Regions from separate parts of the Triticum aestivum genome. Here region 1 is linked to region 2. Evidence: chromatin contacts called from public Hi-C data. All regions are on one chromosome and are shown on one strand. The core of a region is the stretch at or near the end of the contact, and the rest is flanking DNA. Distances in the headings are between cores, read along the strand shown.

Evidence for each region. Hi-C and Micro-C count contacts between places; a contact is called where the count stands out from the background.
Region 1: a Hi-C map of leaf shows a contact between it and region 2, with 4 times the contacts expected there. The contact joins the promoter of LOC123181108 here to the promoter of LOC123167677 in region 2. A contact is called at or near these places in 2 of 5 Hi-C or Micro-C datasets (both in leaf).

The regions. Positions count from the first base shown.
Region 1 is chr1D:223,756,353-223,762,414 of IWGSC CS RefSeq v2.1, forward strand. LOC123181108 (cold-responsive protein kinase 1) reads left to right here and starts at 4,650. Exons shown (of 8, transcript XM_044593333.1): 1 at 4,650-5,549. The coding sequence starts at 4,793.
Region 2 is chr1D:223,587,324-223,593,470 of IWGSC CS RefSeq v2.1, forward strand. It overlaps LOC123167677, which reads right to left and starts at 4,566. Exons shown (of 2, transcript XM_044585535.1): 1 at 4,232-4,566; 2 at 3,352-3,734. The coding sequence starts at 4,542. The coding sequence ends at 3,698. LOC123181107 reads right to left here. Exons shown (of 3, transcript XM_044593332.1): 3 at 5,543-6,147. The coding sequence ends at 5,804. LOC123181106 (a long non-coding RNA gene) reads left to right here and starts at 83. Exons shown (of 5, transcript XR_006491494.1): 1 at 83-364; 2 at 456-833; 3 at 1,175-1,283; 4 at 1,633-2,051; 5 at 2,434-3,051.

The DNA.
Region 1 (6,062 bases), core at 3,400-5,899, 170 kb after region 2:
CCATCAAAATCCGTTGAGACGACACCTTATGAACTGAGGTTTAGCAAGAAACCAAAGTTGTCGTTTCTTAAAGTTTGGGGTTGCGATGCTCATGTGAAATTTTTTCATCCTGATAAGCTCAAACCCAAATCGGAGAAATGTGTCTTCATAGGATACCCAAAGGAAACAGTTGGGTATACCTTCTATCACAGATCCGAAGGCAAGACATTCGTTGCTTAGTATGGATCCTTTCTAGAGAAGGAGTTTCTCTCAAAAGAAGTGAGTGGGAGGAAAATAGAACTTGATGAGGTAATTGTACCTGATCCCTTATTGGAAAGTAGTTCATCGTAGAAACCAGTTTCTGTGACGCCTATACCAATTAGTGAGGAAGTTAATGATGATGATCATGGAACTTCAGATCAAGTTATTACTGAACCTCGTAGGTCAACCAGAGTAAGATCCGCACCAGAGTGGTACGGTAATTCTGTTCTGGAGGTTATGTTACTAGACCATGACGAACCTACGAACTATGAAGAAGCGATGGTGAGCCCAGATTCCGCAAAATGGCTTGAGGCCATGAAATCTGAGATGAGATCCATGTATGAGAACAAAGTGTGGACTTTGGTTGACTTGCCCGATGATCGGCAAGCAATTGAGAATAAATGGATCTTCAAGAGGAAGACGGACGCTGATAGTAGTGTTACTATCTACAATGCTAGAATTGTCGCAAAAAGGTTTTCGACAAGTTCAAAGTGTTGACTACGATGAGAGTTTCTCACTCGTATCTATGCTTAAGTCTGTCCGAATCATGTTAGCAATTGCCGCATTTTATGAAATATGACAAATGGATAAACAAAACTGCATTCCTTAATGGATTTATTAAAGAAGAGTTGTATATGATGCAACCAGAAGGTTTTGTCAATCCTAAAGGTGCTAACAAAATATGCAAGCTCCAGCGATCCATCTATGGTCTGGTGCAAGTATCTCGGAGTTGGAATATACGCTTTGATAAGTTGATCAAAGGATATAGTTTTATACAGACTTGCGGTGAAGCCTGTATTTACAAGAAAGTGAGTGGGAGCACTACAACATTTCTGATAAGTATATGTGAATGGCATATTGTTGATCGGAAATAATGTAGAAATATTCTGCAAAGCATAAATGAGTGTTTGAAAGGAGTTTTTCAAAGAAAGACCTCGGTGAAGCTGCTTGCATATTGAGCATCAAGATCTATAGAGATAGATCAAGACGCTTGATAAGTTTTTTCAATGAGTACATACCTTAACAAGATTTTGAAGTAGTTCAAAATGGAACAGTCAAAGAAAGAGTTTCTTGCCTGTGTTACAAGGTGTGAAATTGAGTAAGACTCAAAGCCCGACCACGGCAGAAGATAGGAAAAGAATGAAAGTCATTCCCTATGCCTCGGCCATAGGTTCTATAAAGTATGCCATGCTGTGTACCAGATCTATTGTATACCCTACACCGTTGGCAAGGGAGTACAATAGTGATCTAGGAGTAGATCACTGGACAGCGGTCAAAATTATCCTTAGTGGAATAAGGATATGTTTCTCGATTATGGAAGTGAAAAAAGGTTCGTCGTAAAGAGTTACGTCGATGCAAGTTCTGACACTAATCTAGATGACTCTAAGTCTCGGTCTAGATACATATCGAAAGTGGGAGCAATTAGCTGGAGTAGCTCCGAGCAGAGCATTGTAAACATAGAAATTTACAAAATACTTACGGATCTGAATGTGACAGACCCGTTGACTAAAATTATCTCACAATCAAAACATAATCACACCTTAGTACTCTTTGGGTGTTAATCACATAGCGATGTGAACTAGATTATTGACTCTAGTAAACCCTTTGAGTGTTAGTCACATAGAGATGTGAACTATGGGTGTTAATCACATGGTGATGTGAATTATTGATGTTAAATCACATGGCGATGTGAACTAGATTATTGACTCTAGTGCAAGTGGGAGACTGAAGGAAATATGCCCTAGAGGCAATAATAAAGTATTATATATTTCCTTATATCATGATAAATGTTTATTATTCATGCTAGAATTGTATTAACCGGAAACATAATACATGTGTGAATACATAGACAAACAGTGTCACTAGTATGCCTCTACTTGACTAGCTCGTTAATCAAAGATGGTTATGTTTCCTAGCCATAGACATACGTTGTCATTTGATTAACGAGATCACCTCATTAGGAGAATGACGTGATTGACTTGACCCATTCCGTTAGCTTAGCACTCGATCGTTTAGTATGTTGCTATTGCTTTCTTCATGACTTATACATGTTCCTATGACTATGAGATTATGCAACTCCCGTTTACCGGAGGAACACTTTGTGTGCTACCAAACGTCACAACGTAAATGGGTGATTATAAAGGTGCTCTACAGGTGTCTCCAAAGGTACTTGTTGGGTTGGCGTATTTCGAGATTAGGATTTGTCACTCCAATTGTCGGAGAGGTATCTCTGGGCCCACTCGGTAATGCACATCACTATAAGCCTTGCAAGCATTGTGACTAATAAGTTAGTTGCGGGATGATGTGTTACGGAACAAGTAAAGAGACTTGCCGGGCGAGATACCGACGATCGAATCTCGGGCAAGTAACATACCGATGACAAAGGGAACAACGTATGTTGTTATGCGGTCTGACCGATAAAGATCTTCATAGAATATGTGGGAGCCAATATGGGCATCCAGGTCCCGCTATTGGTTATTGACCGGAGACGTGCCTCGGTCATGTCTATGTAGTTCTCGAACCCGTAGGGTCCGCACGCTTAACGTTACGATGACAGTTTTATTATGAGTTTATGTATATTGATGTACCAAAGGAGTTCGGAGTCCCGGATGAGATCGGCGACATGACGAGGAGTCTCGAAATGGTCGAGACGTAAAGATCGATATATTGGATGACTATATTCGGACTTCGGAAAGGTTCCGAGCGATTCGGGTATTTTTCGGAGTACCGGAGAGTTACGGGAATACGTATCGGGCCTTATTGGGCCATACGGGAAAGAAGGAAAAGGGCCTCAAGGGTGGCCGCACCCCTCCCCTTGGTCTGGTCCGAATTGGACTAGGGAAGGGGGGCGCCCCCTTCCTTCCTTCTCTTTTTCCCTTCCTCTTTTCCTATTCCATATGGGAGGTGGAATCCTACTAGGACTAGGGAGTCCTAGTAGGACTCCACACTTGGTGCGCCCCCTCCTAGGGCCGGCCTCCTCCTCCCTTGCTCCTTTATATACGGGGCAGGGGGCACCCCAGAGACACAACAATTGATCCTTGAGATCTCTTAGCCGTGTGCGGTGCCCCCTCCACCATATTACACCTCGATAATACCGTTGCGGAGCTTAGGCGAAGCCCTGTGTCGGTGGTACATCATCATCGTCACCACGCCGTCGTGCTGACGAAACTCTCCCTCAACACTCGGCTGGATCGGAGTTCGAGGGACGTCATCGAGCTGAACGTGTGTAGAACTCGGAGGTGCCGTGCGTTCGGTACTTGATCGGTCGGATCGTGAAGACGTATGACTACATCAACCGCGTTGTGATAACGCTTCCGCTGTCGGTCTACGAGGGTACGTGGACAACACTCTCCCCTCTCGTTGCTATGCATCACCATGATCTTGCGTGTGCGTAGGAATTTTTTTAAAATTACTACGTTCCCCAACACGTCCGTCGTTAGGGAAACAAAACCAAAGAAAAAAAGAAAATGGGTGGACCCCACTTCTTTTGCTGTCGACGAGGCCGCAAGGCGGAGGAGATGAGGGGACCGAGACGACATCATGGAGGAGACCGTTGGTGTCAGCTAAGGTTGGGAACATGAGTGGGGCCACCCGCTGGTTAGTTGCTCCCAAATCACTCCAACTCTTTTCAGAGCATGCTTAATAGAAGAGCCCGTTGCCGGCTCTATGCTAGTGCCACATTTGTTGTAGCCTTCCTATAAAAGTACTCATATAATAAGCTCGCTACAGATAAGCTATAATATTCAATGCATGCATGCCAAGATGGGCAAAGGAAACGTATATTGATTGGCTTGTAGAAATAAGCGTCTGTCTTTAGTCTTGCCACCGGCTGCATGCTGGCTCGATGTCATCGTAGCTTGTGTTGTAGCCCAAGGATACATGGAGAGCCCGCTCCCTTCTCTCTCTTGCCTTCTCTTTCCTCCAATTAGGATTTTGCTGATGTGGAACATCTTATAGCCTCCTGAGTAGGATCTACTCCCTCCGTCCCATAATATAAGAACGTTTTTGACTCTCTTTTTTGCGAGAAAGAATGTTTTTGACATTAGTGTAGTAAAACGTTCTTATATTTTAGGACAAAGGGAGTATTATACTTGCTCTCACATTACAATCGTTGCACCCTCTGCTTCCCCAATAATCTTGGAGTATGTTCGCATAGACGGTCAATTTTTTTAGCAAGGAACCAAGCTAGTGCCCAACAATCACAAGAATAGCAGCCGATCGTCAACACATTCACGCCACCGAACACCTCAGCCGTTTTCAGTTCTGATTAAACAAAGGCATTCGGAATCCGGCGACATGCAATGCAAGAGAGAGTGAGATTGCTTCTTGAAAATAAATTATTAAAACGAAGCTGGACGTGACACAGGACTATCGCTCATCCCAATATTTATACCACCTCGAACCAATCAGCTGTTCCACACTTCCCGACCCGGCCATTCAACACAAATCAATCCATCCCCCATCACACCACCCTTGCCGCGCCGCTCTCGTCCAAAACCCAGCGGCCACGGCGATATCTCCTCCCCCTTCCCTCCGGCAGCCGGCGGTGCCGATGCACCGCATGGCTTGCCTCCCGCTGCTGCCGGCTCTAGTGCTGGCACTCGCCTCCGCGCTGGCCCCGTCCGCCGTCGCCGACCCGCAGGCCATCCTGCTCAACCTGGGGTGCAGCCAGTACAACGCCACGCCCACGGCCGCCTTCCTCGTCGCCCTCAATTCCACCTTCGCCAAGCTCCGCGCCAACCTCTCCGCCGGGGGCTTCGCCACGGCCTCGGAGCCGCGCGCCGCCGCGCCGGCGTTCGCGCTGGCGCAGTGCCGCCCGTACGTCACAGGGAGGGACTGCGTCGCTTGCTTCGACGCCGCCGCGGCGCGCATCCGCGCCTCCTGCGGCGCCGCCAACGGCGGGCGCGCCATCCTCGACGGCTGCGTCATACGGTACGAGAGCGCGGCTTTCTTCGACCAGTCCACGCTCCCCGGCAACACGCAGCTCTGCAATGGCTCCGCCGTGGCAGGCGGCGGCTTCGACGGCGCGGTGCGAGCGCTGATCGGCGACCTCGCGGCCGCGGTGCCGCGCGCCCCGAGGCTTGCCGCGGCCGCCGCGGGGGCCGGCGTGTACGCGATGGCGCAGTGCGTGGAGACGGTCGGGGCGGGGGGCTGCGCGCAGTGCCTGCAGGTGGCTTCTAGGAACATTGGCGGCTGCTCGCCCAATTCCGACGGCCGCGCCGTGGACGCCGGATGCTTCATGAAGTACTCTGATAAGCGGTTCTTCCCAGCTAATGCCACCGTAGACCTGGCGGCATACTTGCGCTCTGGTGAGTTCATCCTCGTGTTTTGCGTGAGTTGTTAACATACTACTAGCTTCGAGAAGTTTTTTATAGTTTTGCGGTGTAACGAGGCCATCTTTGGCTCGCTGTCCATGTTTGTTGCTTGCACGACCGGTACAGATTTTTATCGACGAGTTCCCAAAGTCTCATTGCTGCAGCATATCCTTGTTTAAAATTGTCCTAATCTTTTCCGCAGTTATTAGTCCTACGTTGCAAATTAGAGATATAGTTAATTTCACTGTTTACCCCTAAGCTTCACGTTTGTGGCAGCAATTACCCAATGTAACAGATTTTTCACATTTTTACCCCATTTAAGCAGACTTGTGCCACATTTTACTCCTTTTTATTTATTTTTTCAACGTTCTGACAGGTTTGCTTAAATGTGGTAAAAATGTGAAAAATCTGCTAAATGAGGTATTTGCTGTTGCAAACGTGAAACTTAGGGGGTAACAAATGGAATTATAACTCTTAAAAATAGTTATGATTACCAGATCAGTTATC
Region 2 (6,147 bases), core at 3,316-5,815:
TGCCAGACATTATCCAGTTTGATATACGAGTATATAATAAGAGCGAATACACAGACGTGGGGTCCTGTACGTAGAGCATCGGCCAACGGCTCGGGGCTAGGCACGGGACGCGCCGTTAACGGCGGGTGAGCGCATCCGTTTCTCGACCAGCCCGCGCCGTGTGCAGCTGTCTAGTACTGTACGCTGCTGGACCCACCAGTCAGCCCGTGCTTGACTGAAATGCGTCCCCGTCCACCAGTTGCATCTCTCTGCTTTGGGAAAAAAAAGGGGATCGAGACCAAGGTGGGCGGCGGCGGCGGCGAAGCTCTCCGATTTGCGGCGGCGCGGGCATGGCTATGGATTTCCTCGTCTAGCCGGTTGACAAGTAAGAAAGCACTGGATTTAGAAAGAAATTTTATTCATTTTGATTTACAAGCTAGCGACAGGACTTACAGATATTCGATGAACACCCGCAGGCTGCCAATCTTCCCCGACGAGGTGGCAAGCGCTGCGGCCCTAATGGAGTTGATTGGTGCCTTGGGCCGCGGAGACGATGAATCGGCCAATGGATCCAGGGTGGCTGTGGGCGGCGGATTTGGTCAAGGGTCATATGGGCAGATGTTGAATGGTGCGGCGTGCAGCGAGGAGAGAACTGTAGATGGTGGTGGCGCCGCCATGTCCAGGTTCAGTGAGAGCGAGGGTGACAATGAAGAAGCTCTTGACCAGGTGGAGGGGGAAGCACACTTTGATGGAGACCAGGAGGCTGTGATTCAGGATCAAATTGATAGTGCTGATGGATGTTCTGCTCAATCTACAGGCAAGGTGGATCCGCAAGCACCTGGCTGGACAAAAAGGTAATATGCACTTTGCTTGTAATGGGTTGTTTGGACGCATTTGATAAATCCTACAAATTGCGGTGGTGTCCTGTTTAGTTTAGCTTCATATGATTACCGAGGCAATGGAACAGCATGGACAACGTGCCGAGGTTCAGTACATCAAGGATAGTTTGATGAATGTGGAGGAAATGTAGCCAACCATTTTTTAAATGAGTATGCTAGGTGTCTTGCCCTGTCTTAGACTCTGTCATTTGTTCAGGATTTAGTGTATCCTCAGATGCAGGAAAAGTACCAGAGCTTGCTTATTATTTTTTTTTGGTAGAATGGAAAGGGATAAATTTTGTTATGTTTTGTTGCAGAGTAAGAGTCGGCAATCAACCGCCAGACAGGGCTCCATGTAGGCGCTGATGCAGTTTCCTCGTAGTCCACGGGCAAGATGGATCCGCAAGCGCGAGGGTGGACTAAAAGGTATTCAGCCCTTGACATATACCCTAGCTCGATAACTTGAAGTGCTAGTGCTAGTAGGAAATGAAATGGAAGGTTTTTTTGAGATTCAGATACTGGTGAGTTGATTGCTTAAACGTGAGCTGTGTGGAGGAGTGTTGCATTGTTTTGTGTGCCAGCAGTGGGCATGCATCAATATTTTTAAATGGGTAGTATGGTACAAAAAATGATGAACTAAGAGGAAAAATCGTTATTATGAGTAGTGGGTGTAAATTTGAGTATCAGTGTTGATTTGTTTTGTTCGTGGACATGCCTTTACTGTTTGTTGGTGCATCAGGTTTTCTTAGGGGTATAAGATGATTCTTTTATGCAGGGTTAAGACGGGTAAGCATCCGCCGTTCAGGACTCAGTGTTCGGGGAGGATCGGTGCACTGGAGCAAACTATCGCGGGGGTATGTGGATAACTTGGGAGAGCATGTTTGGGAGCGGATCATACACATCAGGGAGTGTGCTGCCGCAGCCTGCTATGCTAGATGCAGGGGAGAACATCCCATGCAGACCAGCATCTGGTTTGCATGTAGGAGGGGCGGCCAGTGAGGCGGCAGAGATCTGTGGCGGCGCTACGGTAAGTGAGAGCGAAGCCGACAATGGATACGTCGCCTCTGCCACTGGAGTTGGAGACGTGGTGGACGGTGACCAGCTAGCTGATTCACGAGCGCGGCGAGAGTGACGATGGAGCATCAGCACAATCAACGGGAAAGATGGATCCGCAGGCACTTGGGTGGACGAGAGGTATCAGTAATCTATATCTCACACGCTGTAAATATACTAAATGTGGAGGTTGTTGATTATGCCTGAATGAGTGAATAATAGTTAATGGTTGGGGTCGAAGCTGACATAGTGGAAGATCAGTGTAGATGCCGATAGCTTGTAGGGAGTGGTGGTATAGTTCAGTTGAAAATTCATGAAATCTCTGAATAATGAAACATGCGTGTCTGAAAATGCAGAAACACAATTTCTTGTTTTTAGGTGCTTGCTACGCAGCTGTTCTGGAAAATGAGTCTAATTTTAGAATTAAAAGATGGGTACCTTCAATTGGTGTACATTTCTCAGACTATGGATTGAGTCCTGATGTGTGCGGCAATTTTGGTTGCTACCTGGTCGTACTTGTCAGGACGGCAGCGAGACGGCGCAGGTAACGGCGACATGGCACATGAGGGTGCTTCTTCGTCTGAACCAACGACTATGAGACGCATGTGGGTGCATTAAATGTCAACAGTGGTGCAGCTTTGCACTGTTCCATAAATCAGTTGATGCTACCGAATACACTCAATATACAACGCCTTTCTGGCATCACGAGGAGAACTTATGGTCCATATTTCAGGAGCAAATGCACCCGAGAGCCGAATTGCATTTCCGCATTTCCATTTCCTTGAAGATGTTTCCAATGTTTTGCTGACTTATATTCTGCTATCTGTGCTCTTTGTCAACTGGAACATAACAGAACAAGAGTACGCAGCGCGAGTTGATTAGAAAGACTAACAGAACATAGGTGATCTCTTTCCTGCTCAGTGAGATGTATTTAATCAGTTATTGCTTACTGCTGTCGATGGATGGACGTTTGCATCATCATCCGAATGTTTGCTTTTGATCCACCTTATTGTATGGACTAGATCATTAAAGGCGCGCGTTGCCGCGCTCGTCTAATTTGGCTCTATAATTTTTAGGGATAGGAAGCAATCTGTATATAATTGTTTCCAATGCTTTTGGAATGGTGTTGTGCTTTTTTGCCTCTCGTGCTTATCTCCTTCATTTTACAAACCATGGTATGTAATTGAAGAGGGGAATCCTACTGGATTGCAAGAAAGCAGTGTGTTGATCTTTTTTCTTAGGTCCGATGGACTTGTAGCTGGTTCATGTTTGGGTCTAAGTGTATGAGTCTCTAGAATGGTTGATGGATAGTTGGATACATGTTGTGATTGATCGTGACCACTTTTGGCTCCTACAAAAAGTTCTCTCGCAAAGGCCCCCGCCACAAAATCTCAAAAATAGAAATATTGAGGAAAAAATAATATATTTGAGAAAATAAAATAGGCACTACAAATACTTCAGAATTTTTTTACAACACATATTCTCGCCCACAAGAGAATTCTACATTTAGTTATCACAATAATCCTACAAGCCCCAACAAAGAGGTAAGCACAAATTGTCAAATTTAATCATATTTGGTACAAATTGTCAAATTTAATCATATTTGGTGTAAGTTCGCTTCACATTGAGAAATTTAGATGCCGATTATACAGTACCTATAGTATTGGTTTCATGCAATAATACAATATTCATACCTGAAATTGGAAAATGATACTGTAGTAGTTTACCGGAAAATCGGCGATGTAGTATCTGATGGTCTAACCAATTATGAAGAAGCTAGGAAATGATCAGGTTACACTGACGAGAATGTTCAAGCCTGGAGAGCTGGAGAGTACAATCATCAGCATGCTAATTACACCGATAAAATAATAAGCTTCAGATAACAGTACATTTGGGTTCTAAACGATATGTTGATCGATCACAAAGCTAATAAATTATCAGGGTACACCGGTCAAAATGTTCAGGCATGGTGAATTGGAGAGTATGTACTAATAAATTACTAATATAAGCAGTGCTTCTACTAATATAATTATGAAGTGCACATGCTACCAAAATGTAAGTCTGATGATTCACTACTCCTGTTCTTCTGCATCTTGCAATTGAAGATTCACTACTAATATAATTATGAAGTACCTACGTTGACGGGCTCAATACGGGGCTTTTACGGAGTGAGTCTGAGTTGGCAGGGCCTGATTGGATTAAGGGGAGAGATTGGGCCCGGGGGGGGGGGGGGGGGGGGGGGGGGGGGGCAGGTTTAGTTAAATAGAAGCAGCCCGTAAAAGGCAGTAAACAGCCCGTGCGTTTAGCATTTTTGCTCCTACCTGACTCCTCCCCGGCCACGATGGGACGCGGGCGGGCTACGTACGTAGTCCGTGAGGTCCTTGCTCTGGTCGTCGACAGCGACGTCCTCCTCCTCGGCGATGAAGAGGCTTTCGCTGTCAATGGTACTAACCCACTCGCTGACGCGGTCGCTCAGGGAGTTGTGACGACCCACTGGTTTGGGACCTGGGTCGGTGGCGGCGAATCGTCTACCATCTCCTTCTTTTTCTTGCAGCCGGCCCTCGTCGTGCGTGTCCGACGTGTACCCGCCGTCGGGGGATAGAGCCGCCGCCGCGACATGCGCCTTTGCCATCCCCTAGGTAGACTGGCTGGGTGCCTCTTCCGTTCCGTTAGGGTTAACGAGGCACCGTGAGAGATGGGTCGTCGGGTCGAAGGGGTAGGTGGGCTTCACCAGGTGGCCGGCCCAATTAACCAGAATGTAGCGATTTTTCCACCGGAGTAGCTGCCCTTCAGGACAGCCGGCCCACTTAGCGGTAAAACGTGGAATAACAACAGCACAATCCAACGATCAAAACTTACTCTGGTGTGAGATCGGACGGCCAGAAATGGAGAGGGCGTGAGAGGGCTGGGATTAGGCTCGATTATACTGTCCTTAATAAGTCGGGCGACATTTTCCTATCCGTATAGGTGAACTGGGAGCCCCTTCTACTTTTTAAACTCAGGTGTGGTGGTTTCATCGGCGGTACAACAGCACGACAGTCGGTTGCGAGAGGAGGAAGATGGTGAACCAGAAAGCTATGACAAAACATGACCAATGGCTGCAACGCTGTCTTTTCAGGGGCAGCATTATCTTTTGTTCCGGGTCTGTGGTGATAAGAGTAGCATGATGATCTACTAACTTGCAATATTATCTTGACAACACATCCACAAGTATCACACTGATTTCAAGAATGCAACAATCAAAATTATAAATAGAGTCCAAGGAGCTAAACACTTGAAGCACAAGGACATAAGGACATTGACATGGATATAGCTCTGATGTTATAGCTAAATGGATTTTAACAAAGACATTTGCCTCACAAAATTTATCTGAAAGCTCACTCTAGAGAAAACAAATGCCCCCATTTTTGCTCAAATGTACACTCACATAAGCTGATTCTGAGCTCAACAATGACCAAAACCGGCAAAACAACTGGGAAGGCATCTATCCAGCACTGCAGTTGAGGGACTTCCACTATAAAGAGCAAAAATATAAATCAAAATAAATATGGTTTTAATCATCCATGAAAGCTAAACCTGTGGTTCTTACCTGAACCTGAACACAGTCAAGATCATAAAAGGTAAGATGACAATGACAGCACAGGCAGTATAAAACATCTTCAACTTGAAGGCAAGAACATACTACTGTACAAATGACCAACATTATTGTCCCCCGAAAAGGAAAAGAAAAGCGACTTATTATCCTACCAAAATAATATAATTTACACGTGGACTAAAACGCCGCGGGACAAATGGACAATAGTTACAGGCCATGCACATGCGTGGAACCAGCTAATCGGCATAACAATGCTCCCAGGCTGCTAGTGTATGCAGTTCAGCACTTCAACTTTGCTCTACTCAAGAAAAAAGGCCACCATATCTTTCAGGCTGCTTTTCTTTTTCGCCACAGGTGCCCCCTGCGCTTGTGCTACAGTCTTCTGCCAATCGTTTTTCCGCTGCGGCGCAAGATTCACGTTCACGGTCCTCGGTACCACAGCCTCGGGTTTATATTCATAGGCTGCAGGTTCACTATTCCACAGGGGTCCGAGCAATATGTTCATCATATCCTCAGCAACATCACCGGTCATTTTGATACTTGGTGGACGCTCTGGTTCTTCATGTCTCTTGTTCTTGTCTACTCTGCACTCGCTTGGAGTTTCATCTGTGGTAGTAGCTGCCGTGCACTGCATCAACCCCT